2 separate regions of the Sus scrofa genome follow, and region 2 is linked to region 1. Evidence: chromatin contacts called from public Hi-C data. All regions are on one chromosome and are shown on one strand. Each heading gives the region's core, a stretch centred on a gene start, on an enhancer-like site or on the middle of the called end of the contact. The rest is flanking DNA. Distances are from core to core; before and after follow the strand shown.

Evidence for each region. A called contact is a pair of places that touch in the nucleus more often than the background predicts.
Region 2: a Hi-C map of omental adipose tissue shows a contact between it and region 1, with 2.7 times the contacts expected there. The contact joins the enhancer-like site here to the promoter of MED11 in region 1. A contact is called at or near these places in 2 of 5 promoter capture datasets (fetal skeletal muscle and liver), 12 of 47 Hi-C or Micro-C datasets (adipose tissue, alveolar macrophages, blood and 8 more) and 2 of 2 datasets of contacts at active chromatin or transcription factors (alveolar macrophages and skeletal muscle).

Annotation. Positions count from the first base shown.
Region 1 is chr12:52,150,454-52,154,443 of Sscrofa11.1, reverse strand. MED11 (mediator complex subunit 11) reads left to right here and starts at 2,241. Exons shown (of 3, transcript NM_001244823.1): 1 at 2,241-2,384; 2 at 2,570-2,700; 3 at 3,384-3,906. The coding sequence starts at 2,300. The coding sequence ends at 3,521.
Region 2 is chr12:52,018,583-52,022,518 of Sscrofa11.1, reverse strand. MINK1 (misshapen-like kinase 1) reads left to right here. Exons shown (of 32, transcript XM_021067776.1): 16 at 186-446; 17 at 795-880; 18 at 1,038-1,148; 19 at 1,307-1,419; 20 at 1,571-1,659; 21 at 1,973-2,136; 22 at 2,482-2,584; 23 at 2,671-2,808; 24 at 3,014-3,122; 25 at 3,437-3,604; 26 at 3,710-3,853. Among named protein-coding and RNA genes, the nearest start is that of CHRNE, 21 kb to the right of the region's middle. Within about 2 kb of position 1,763, at least 1 of the 83 cell types and tissues checked has an H3K27ac peak or open chromatin away from gene starts, as enhancers often do. A contact at or near this core is called in omental adipose tissue, where this site is marked.

The DNA of each region.
Region 1 (3,990 bases), core at 992-3,491:
ATACCACAGTGGGAACTCCTCAAGTGTGTTTTTCTTTTTTTTTTAATTCAAGCCTTTATTATAGTACCTGTTATCTAAGAGTGTCAATGCCCCCCCCCCAAGCTTTTCTTAGGCAAGAAATAGATTTATCAAGGTAGAATGTTTATGACAGATGCAAGCGGGCAGGCAAGGAGGCTCTGCTCCTTCCCTTAAGTTTTGTTTTGTTTTATTTTTGTTTTTGTCTTTTCTAGGGCCGCACTCGCGGCATATGGAGGTTCCCAAGCTAGGGGTCGAATCGGACCTGTAGCCACCGGCCTACACCAGAGCCATAGCAACGCAGGATTCATGCCACATCAGTGACCTACACCACAGCTCACGGCAACGCCGGATCCTTAACCCACAGAGCAAGGCCAGGGATCGAACCCGCAACCTCATGGTTCCTAGTCAGATTCATTAACCACCGAGCCATGACAGGAACTCCCCTTAAGTTTTAATCTATATTATTTAAGGGGTTATTTGCTGTTGTTGTTTCTTCCTGTTTATTTTGGCCTCTGCCTTTCATGTTAGAAAGTTTCATCAAATCCTTTGTCTTATGTCTGCTCATTTTTAAGGGTGAGGGGCTAAGAGGGTGATTAGATCTATGGACACAGTTGGGACTTATCAACTATAGGTTTCACTATGGGGCAAACCGGCTAACTGCCTGGAGAACCGCTGACGTTACGCTTGGGTCTTTTCTCTGAATAGTCAAATTCTCCCGATGAGAGTCTTCTAGTCTCTTACATAGAAGGTATAAGTCTGGTTTCCAGAGTTCTAGAAACTACCACTAGTTAAACTTTCACTTAATCTCTGTTTTCAACACACTCGGGCCCAGGTGCCCTCCATGCCAAAGACTCTCTGTCTTCCAACTCCAACAAAGAAACTTCCAGCAATCTGATGAGTAGTGTCCAAGATATATGAAGTAAAGGAGGGGATGGGGGGGGGCGTCTAACTACTTCAAATTATCCTCCTAATTTTAATACTACCTACAGCCCAGATATACTGCTGTGTGCCACCGATTTAAGGGTACATCAGGCTGGTTCTAAGCTTTCTTCACTGCTGGCTTAGTTACCACTTCACTGCCAAGTCAGTTACCATGTACCCTTCTGCCTTCCGATTTCTATCTAAAGCTTTGCTATTAACTCCTCTCTCTTTCTCCTGGACCCCTTTATAAAATCCCCTTATTGCTATTTTATTAGGATTTAAGAAAGAAGTGAAGTTTAACTGAAAGTCTCCCATTCGTTTGCTCACCCTGTGCAAACTGGCTTCATTCTCAATTTTCCATAAACTTTCGAGATTGATCTTTCTTAAAAGGTAAAGCTGGTCAGAGCACCCTTCTTGAAAATCCTTCAAAGGCTCCAAATGCCTTCAAAATAAAGTCAGGATTCCTTAGCCTGCAAGCTGTTTCCCGATGTGGCTCCCCAGCCCAGTCTCCCCATCACACCTCCCCACCACCACACTCATTCACCCTAAACTGAACGCCCTACTTAATGTTCCAGCCCCCTTCACAGCACCTCGCGCTTGCCTGGGCTTTTCCGTCATCCACTTCAACCTCTCACGCACCGGTTAAGCCTTAAGACTCCGTAAAAGCAGCATTTCCTTCCAGAATCCTTTCTCTGTATTCCTAGAGATACACCCTTGGGCGTATCTCTAATAAAACACCTATCCCACTGTCACGTTAAGCGTCCACCTCATTCAGCTCTGTAGCCAGGGTCAACCCCATAATAGGCAGAGAGGGAAAATGGACCAACTTTTCTCAGAATATACTGACAGTCTGTTTCAGCTGGGCTCCAGAAGTGGGGGAAGCGCTAGGGCGAATAAGGACCACTCACCAAGTTCAGTTTTCCCCAGGTCCCGATAGGTGGCGGAGTGGGATAGGCAGACAGAGGGTCCACGGCTGCGCAGTCTGGAATACCCCAGAGCTCCCACCCTCATCACCTACCACCCAGAAGACGCTCAGTAAATTCTTGTAGAAGAAATTAAACACAGACCACAAGGCAGTGTGAAAGTGGACAGCTTCGAATGGCCTCAGGCTGGGGAATATCTCGATTCTGCCTCTTACCACAGGTGGTTAAGCGATGCGGGGGCAGACCTGACCACGCGCAGGAGCCCCTGGGAGTTGTAGTTCGCCAGAAGAACGGAGAAGGCCGAGACCGCGCTGAGCATCCTGGGAGCTGTAGTGTTAGCGAACGAGCACCTTCCGCGCAAGCGCAAACCGACAGCCACTTCCGGACACTTTTCCGTCGCATTTTGGAAAAGGAGAAAGTCCTGTCCCAGAGTGACAATGGCTACCTACAGCCTGGCGAACGAGCGGTTACGCGCCCTAGAAGACATCGAACGGGAAATTGGAGCCATTCTTCAGAATGCAGGTTCGAGATACGACGACCGGAGGGGGAGCGGGAGCGAGAACAACTGTGTGCACATGCGCCGACCGGAGACTGGGAGCCGGGTTGGGAGGGATCCTAAGCGCGCGCGGAGCGAGCAGGAGTAGGTGGGGCTGCCCCTGGGGCGGGGCTGTACTATCCCCGCCCTAGGTCTCTCTCCAATCCCACAGGTACCGTGATCTTAGAACTGTCCAAGGAAAAAACCAATGAGCGGCTACTAGACCGACAGGCAGCGGCCTTTACGGCGTCGGTGCAGCACGTGGAGGCGGAGCTGTCGGCTCAGATCCGCTATCTCACGCAGGTGTGTGTGTGGTGGGACGTGCTCCGTGGCCCTCCCTCCCCCCAGCTCTCTGTTTTAGCCTTTACCCTTCTGAGGTTCCCGGCCTAGCTTTGTCTTCGGAAATCAGGCAAGACCCGCCTTACCTAGCAGACCGGAAGACCTTGGCAGGGCCCCTCCCTTCCAGCGCCTGCCTTTTCCTCTAAAAGGAAAGGATTAAAGGCGGACCCTGCCTGCGTCACGGAGTTGCATCACTTGAGCCATTGGATGGAAAAGCCCTGGGAGGGGGCGAGTAAACCGTGTCAAAGCCACAGGATTTTCCCTTCGAAACTTGATCAAGGGTATGGGGTCCCAGATGGCTACCGCCTGAGCAGAGGAACAGGATTGAAAGAGTCTGACATCAATATAGCAGCACCCACTATTTACTAAACTTTTACAATGTGCCAAACACTCTGCATTATCGAGTCCTATAACTCTAACTACTTAACTATTTGACTTCCCCTAACTCTAGGGGAAGTAGTTATGGTCATCCCCATTTTACAAATGAGGCTAAGCGAAGTTCAGTGATGCCCCCCAGGTAATCCAGTTACCATATGGCATAGCAAATTCAAACTCTGGGAAAAAATGAGACCTGATGCACCTGATGCCTGATTGTGGAGATGGGAAAGAGAAGGGGTGCTTCATTGATCAATCTGAATGTCCTGTAGGTGGCCACAGGGCAGCCCCATGAGGGCTCCAGTTACTCTTCAAGGAAGGACTGTCAGATGGCCCTGAAGCGAGTGGACTATGCTCGTCTCAAGCTCAATGAGGTGGCCCGAACCTGTGAGCAGATGCTGGAAAACTAGGCTGGGCAGGTGAAAAGCTTGGAGGGAGAGCTCCACTTGCAACCCGACACAGAACCTGGAGGATGGAAGCAGGGCTGCCCTGAATATGCCCAGCTGGTCAGAGGCTAGGAGGACAAGGGGAGCAAAAGGTGGGAATGGAGAAACTTAAAGACCAAGCCCACCCACGGCTGTGCCTTCGCTACTCCAGCAGGGTGCCCCTGCCGGGCACTTCACCAGGCGCTGACAAGCTCAGACAGGAGATGGAGAATCAGACACTGAACCCACTTCCTCATGTCCCTGCCCCAGGCTCCCCACAGACTTGGGCCAATGAAGACACATTCTTCTTCATTGGAAGAGACAAAAGGAGAACTAGGAGTTTTGATAATAAAAACAATAACATTAAAAACAAGGAGCTCGGACTCTCACTGGGGCATATACGGGTGATGAAAGAGGTTGAGGAAGTAAAACCAGGCTGTGTGGCAGCTGCTGA
Region 2 (3,936 bases), core at 514-3,013, 130 kb after region 1:
TCACAGACCTCGGAAACGTGGGCCGTGTCTGTTTCTGCCTCTTCTCAGGCTCTCCGAGCCTCTTTCCATGGATAGTTGGAAGTCAGAGGCTTGACTCGCCCCTTCCTTGCAGCCCAGGCCCCCAGCTCCCAGGTGGGGACATGCCACAAAGCAGGCAGCCCACCCTCCCTGGTCTCTCCCCGCAGAGCCTGGTGGCACACCGGGTCCCACTGAAGCCATATGCAGCGCCTGTACCCCGATCCCAGTCCCTGCAGGACCAGCCCACCCGAAACCTGGCTGCCTTCCCAGCGGCCCACGACCCCGACCCCGCCGTCCCCGCCCCCACTGCCACGCCCAGTGCCCGAGGAGCTGTCATCCGCCAGAACTCAGACCCCACTTCCGAAGGGCCTGGCCCCAGCCCCAGCCCTCCAGCCTGGGTCCGGCCTGACAACGAGGCCCCTCCCAAGGTAAGGACAGCCCCGCAGAGCCAGGGAAGGGCAGAGAAAGCACTGCGGAGGGACTGGAGGCCCAGGGGGCCGCCGGCAGAGGAGAAGGGCCCGGCCTGCGCGGGGCCTTGCCCTGACGTCCGGTGGGCAGGGCGGCGCGTAAGCGAGTCCGGGTGTCTCGGCGCCGAGAGGGGAATGGACGTGCCCAGGGAGCGAGGGGGCCGCAGCGACCGGGCTCAGTTAGATCCCAGCTCTGCGGTTGCCCAGCGTTGAGGTCTTAGACGGATTCATAAGCCTCCCGCCTGTCCGTTCGCTTCTCCATCCGGGTGGCCGTGAGGACGGAGCACCGACCCCTCCCTTCTCCCGCAGGTGCCGCAGAGAACCTCCTCCATCGCCACTGCCCTTAACACCAGTGGGGCCCGAGGGGCCCGGCCGGCCCAGGCTGTCCGCGCCAGGTACCGCCTGGGGCGGGGCGGGCGGCAGCCTAGGGAGCCAGTGGGGCGGGGGGCAGAGGGAAGTCGGCCAGGTTCCCGCTCAGGGAGGGCAGGCCCCAACCCAGTCACCTCAGCCCCTCCCTGCCCGCCCCCGCGCACCCCTGTGCTCCCTCCGCAGACCTCGCAGCAACTCCGCCTGGCAAATCTACCTGCAAAGGCGGGCAGAGCGGGGCACCCCCAAGCCTCCAGGGCCCCCTGCTCAGCCCCCTGGCCCGCCCAGCGCCTGTAGGTAATGGAGTTGTGCCCCCCCCTCTTGCTCACTCCCACCCCCACTTCTGCCACCTGCCTCCCCCTGGTGGTGGCTCTCTCGGCGGGGCAGCTTAGCATCTTGGGGCCGGGACACTCCATCTCCCTGACCCTGCCTCTGCGCCCCCCTCCATCCCATAGTAACCCTGACCTCAGGAGGAGCGACCCTGGCTGGGAGCGCTCGGACAGCGTCCTGCCCGCCTCGCACGGGCACCTCCCCCAGGCTGGCTCGCTGGAGCGGAACCGTGTGGGAGGTACGTGGCCCAGCCTGGGGCAGCCTCTCGTGCACTCTGGCAGCTTTGGACTGCCTGGGGGCCGTGTGGGGGCGTGAAACCAGGATGGGCTCGAGGCCACCCCTTGAGCGGGTGTCGCTGACCTCCCCTCCCCCACCCTGGCACGTCTTAGCCTCCTCCAAACTGGACAGCTCGCCCGTGCTCTCCCCTGGCAACAAAGCCAAGCCTGATGACCACCGCTCGCGGCCCGGCAGGCCCGCAGTAAGTCATGGGGGCCAGATGCGCCTCTCAGCCCAGGGCGCTGGGTGCCCGGGCGGGGCCTGCCTTAACCTGTGCCATGGGGCCTGGGGGCCAACAGGACGGCGGTCTGTCTCGGTTACTAACCTGTCTTCCTTTCTCCTGCCTCCTCCTGGCTGCCCTTCTCCCCCCGCGGCCCCTCCCAGAGCTATAAGCGCGCCATTGGTGAGGTTAGTGAGAAGGGGCCTGCTTGCTCGTGGGGGCCCCTCCGTTCCACTGGCCCCCCCGCATCCGGGGGTCCCACTGCCACCTCCCCTCACGCCGCTTCTCCCCACAGGACTTCGTGCTGCTCAAAGAGCGGACTCTGGACGAGGCCCCCCGGCCTCCCAAGAAGGCCATGGACTACTCCTCGTCCAGCGAGGAGGTGGAGAGCAGCGAGGACGATGAGGAGGAGAGCAACGGCGAGCCTTCCCAGGGGAGCAGAGACACCCCCGGGGCCCGGTATGGGGGCGTCTCGGGGTGCGGGGGCACTTGCAAGGGAGACCCCGGAGCAGGGGTGGTCTAGGGGAATGTGAGGCACCCGGCTGTCCCTGCGGTCACGTTTTCTCCCCTTCCCTGGAGAAGGGGGTACAGGGCTGGGGCTGGTGTCTCCATCTGTGTCTCACTGTTCGGCCAGTTGATCTCATCAGGTGCCCCTGCACGGCCAGCCCTCCCTGAGGGCCCTGCCCGTGACGACTGAGGGCGTCATGTTCTGAATAGACCCCGCAGGCTCTTGTCTGCTCCCAGGGGCACTCAGGTGGCAGGCAGGGCCGGGAGGGCCCCTGACCTCGCGCTCTCCCACCCCAGCGACGGCGACACCGACAGCGTCAGCACCATGGTGGTCCACGACGTGGAGGAGGTGGCCGGGACCCAGACTCCCTACGGGGGCGGCACCATGGTGGTCCAGCGTGTGAGTGGGCCCCCCGCCCCTTCTCCCCCCGCCTGCCCTGCGCCTCCCTGGCCCCAGCACTGGCCGCTTGCCCTGTGTTCCTCTAGACCCCGGAAGAGGAGCGAAGCCTGCTACACGCCGACAGCAACGGCTACACGAACCTGCCAGACGTGGTCCAGCCCAGCCACTCGCCCACTGAGAGCAGCAAAGGCCAAAGCCCCCCCTTGAAGGATGGCGGCAGTGACGTGAGTGGGTGAAGGCAGCTCCGCGGGCGAGGACAGGTCACTGGCCTGCCGTGGGCGGGAGACCCTGGGGGAGACCCCGGGTGCTGGGCACTGTGGTCGGCAGGGTGGAGGCCCCGGGAGCTGAGTGCCCAGGGCACTATAGGAGGGACGTGAGCTGGGGCCTGGCACATTTGCCTCACCACTCCCCTCCCCCCCGCCCCCATAGTACCAGTCTCGTGGGCTGGTGAAGGCCCCGGGCCAGAGCTCGTTTACCATGTTTGTGGACCTGGGGATCTACCAGTCCGGAGGCAGTGGGGATACCATCCCCATCACAGGTGAGGACAGGAGGTCTGGAGCGGGGCATGGCTGGGCCTCTGGGGACGCAGCGTCACGGCCGCCCCTGTGGCCTGAGCCCCTGCCCTGGCACCCAGGCAGCAAAGGCTTCCGGGGCCCCCTTGATCCAAGAGGTAAAATGCTCAGATCAAGGCCTCTGCCAGGCCTTCTGGCTCTAGTTCAGCTCCCCTGGCACCGCCGCTCTCGAGCCTTCCCTGCTGTCTCCAAGGACTCAGGATCCCAGCCCAGGGTGGGCGGGGGAGGCGGGGAGAGAGGCCTGCAGCCCACTGCCCGCTCCTGCTCCTCCCCCTGGCAGCCCTGCTGGGTGGAGAGGGCGGCCGGCTCGACCAGCTCCAGTTGGACGTGAGGAAAGGCTCTGTGGTCAACGTGAACCCCACCACCACCCGGGCCCACAGCGAGACCCCCGAGATCCGGAAGTACAAGAAGCGGTTCAACTCCGAGATCCTCTGTGCGGCCCTTTGGGGTGAGCCCGGGCGGGGAGGCACACAAGGGGCCTGCTGCGCCCCGCTCTCGAGCTCAGGCGAGGGCCCGGCTCTGCCTCTCATCTGCCCAAGGGCTCCTGTTGCAGGGGTCAACCTGCTGGTGGGCACGGAGAACGGGCTGATGCTGCTGGACCGCAGCGGGCAGGGCAAGGTGTACGGGCTCATCGGGCGCCGCCGCTTCCAGCAGATGGACGTGCTGGAGGGACTCAACCTGCTCATCACCATCTCAGGTGTGTGCGCGGCGGGACGGCAGCCTCGGCCCGAGCCGAAGGCGGGGCCCCCCTTTCCGCTCCCCTCGGGGCTCACCCGCGGA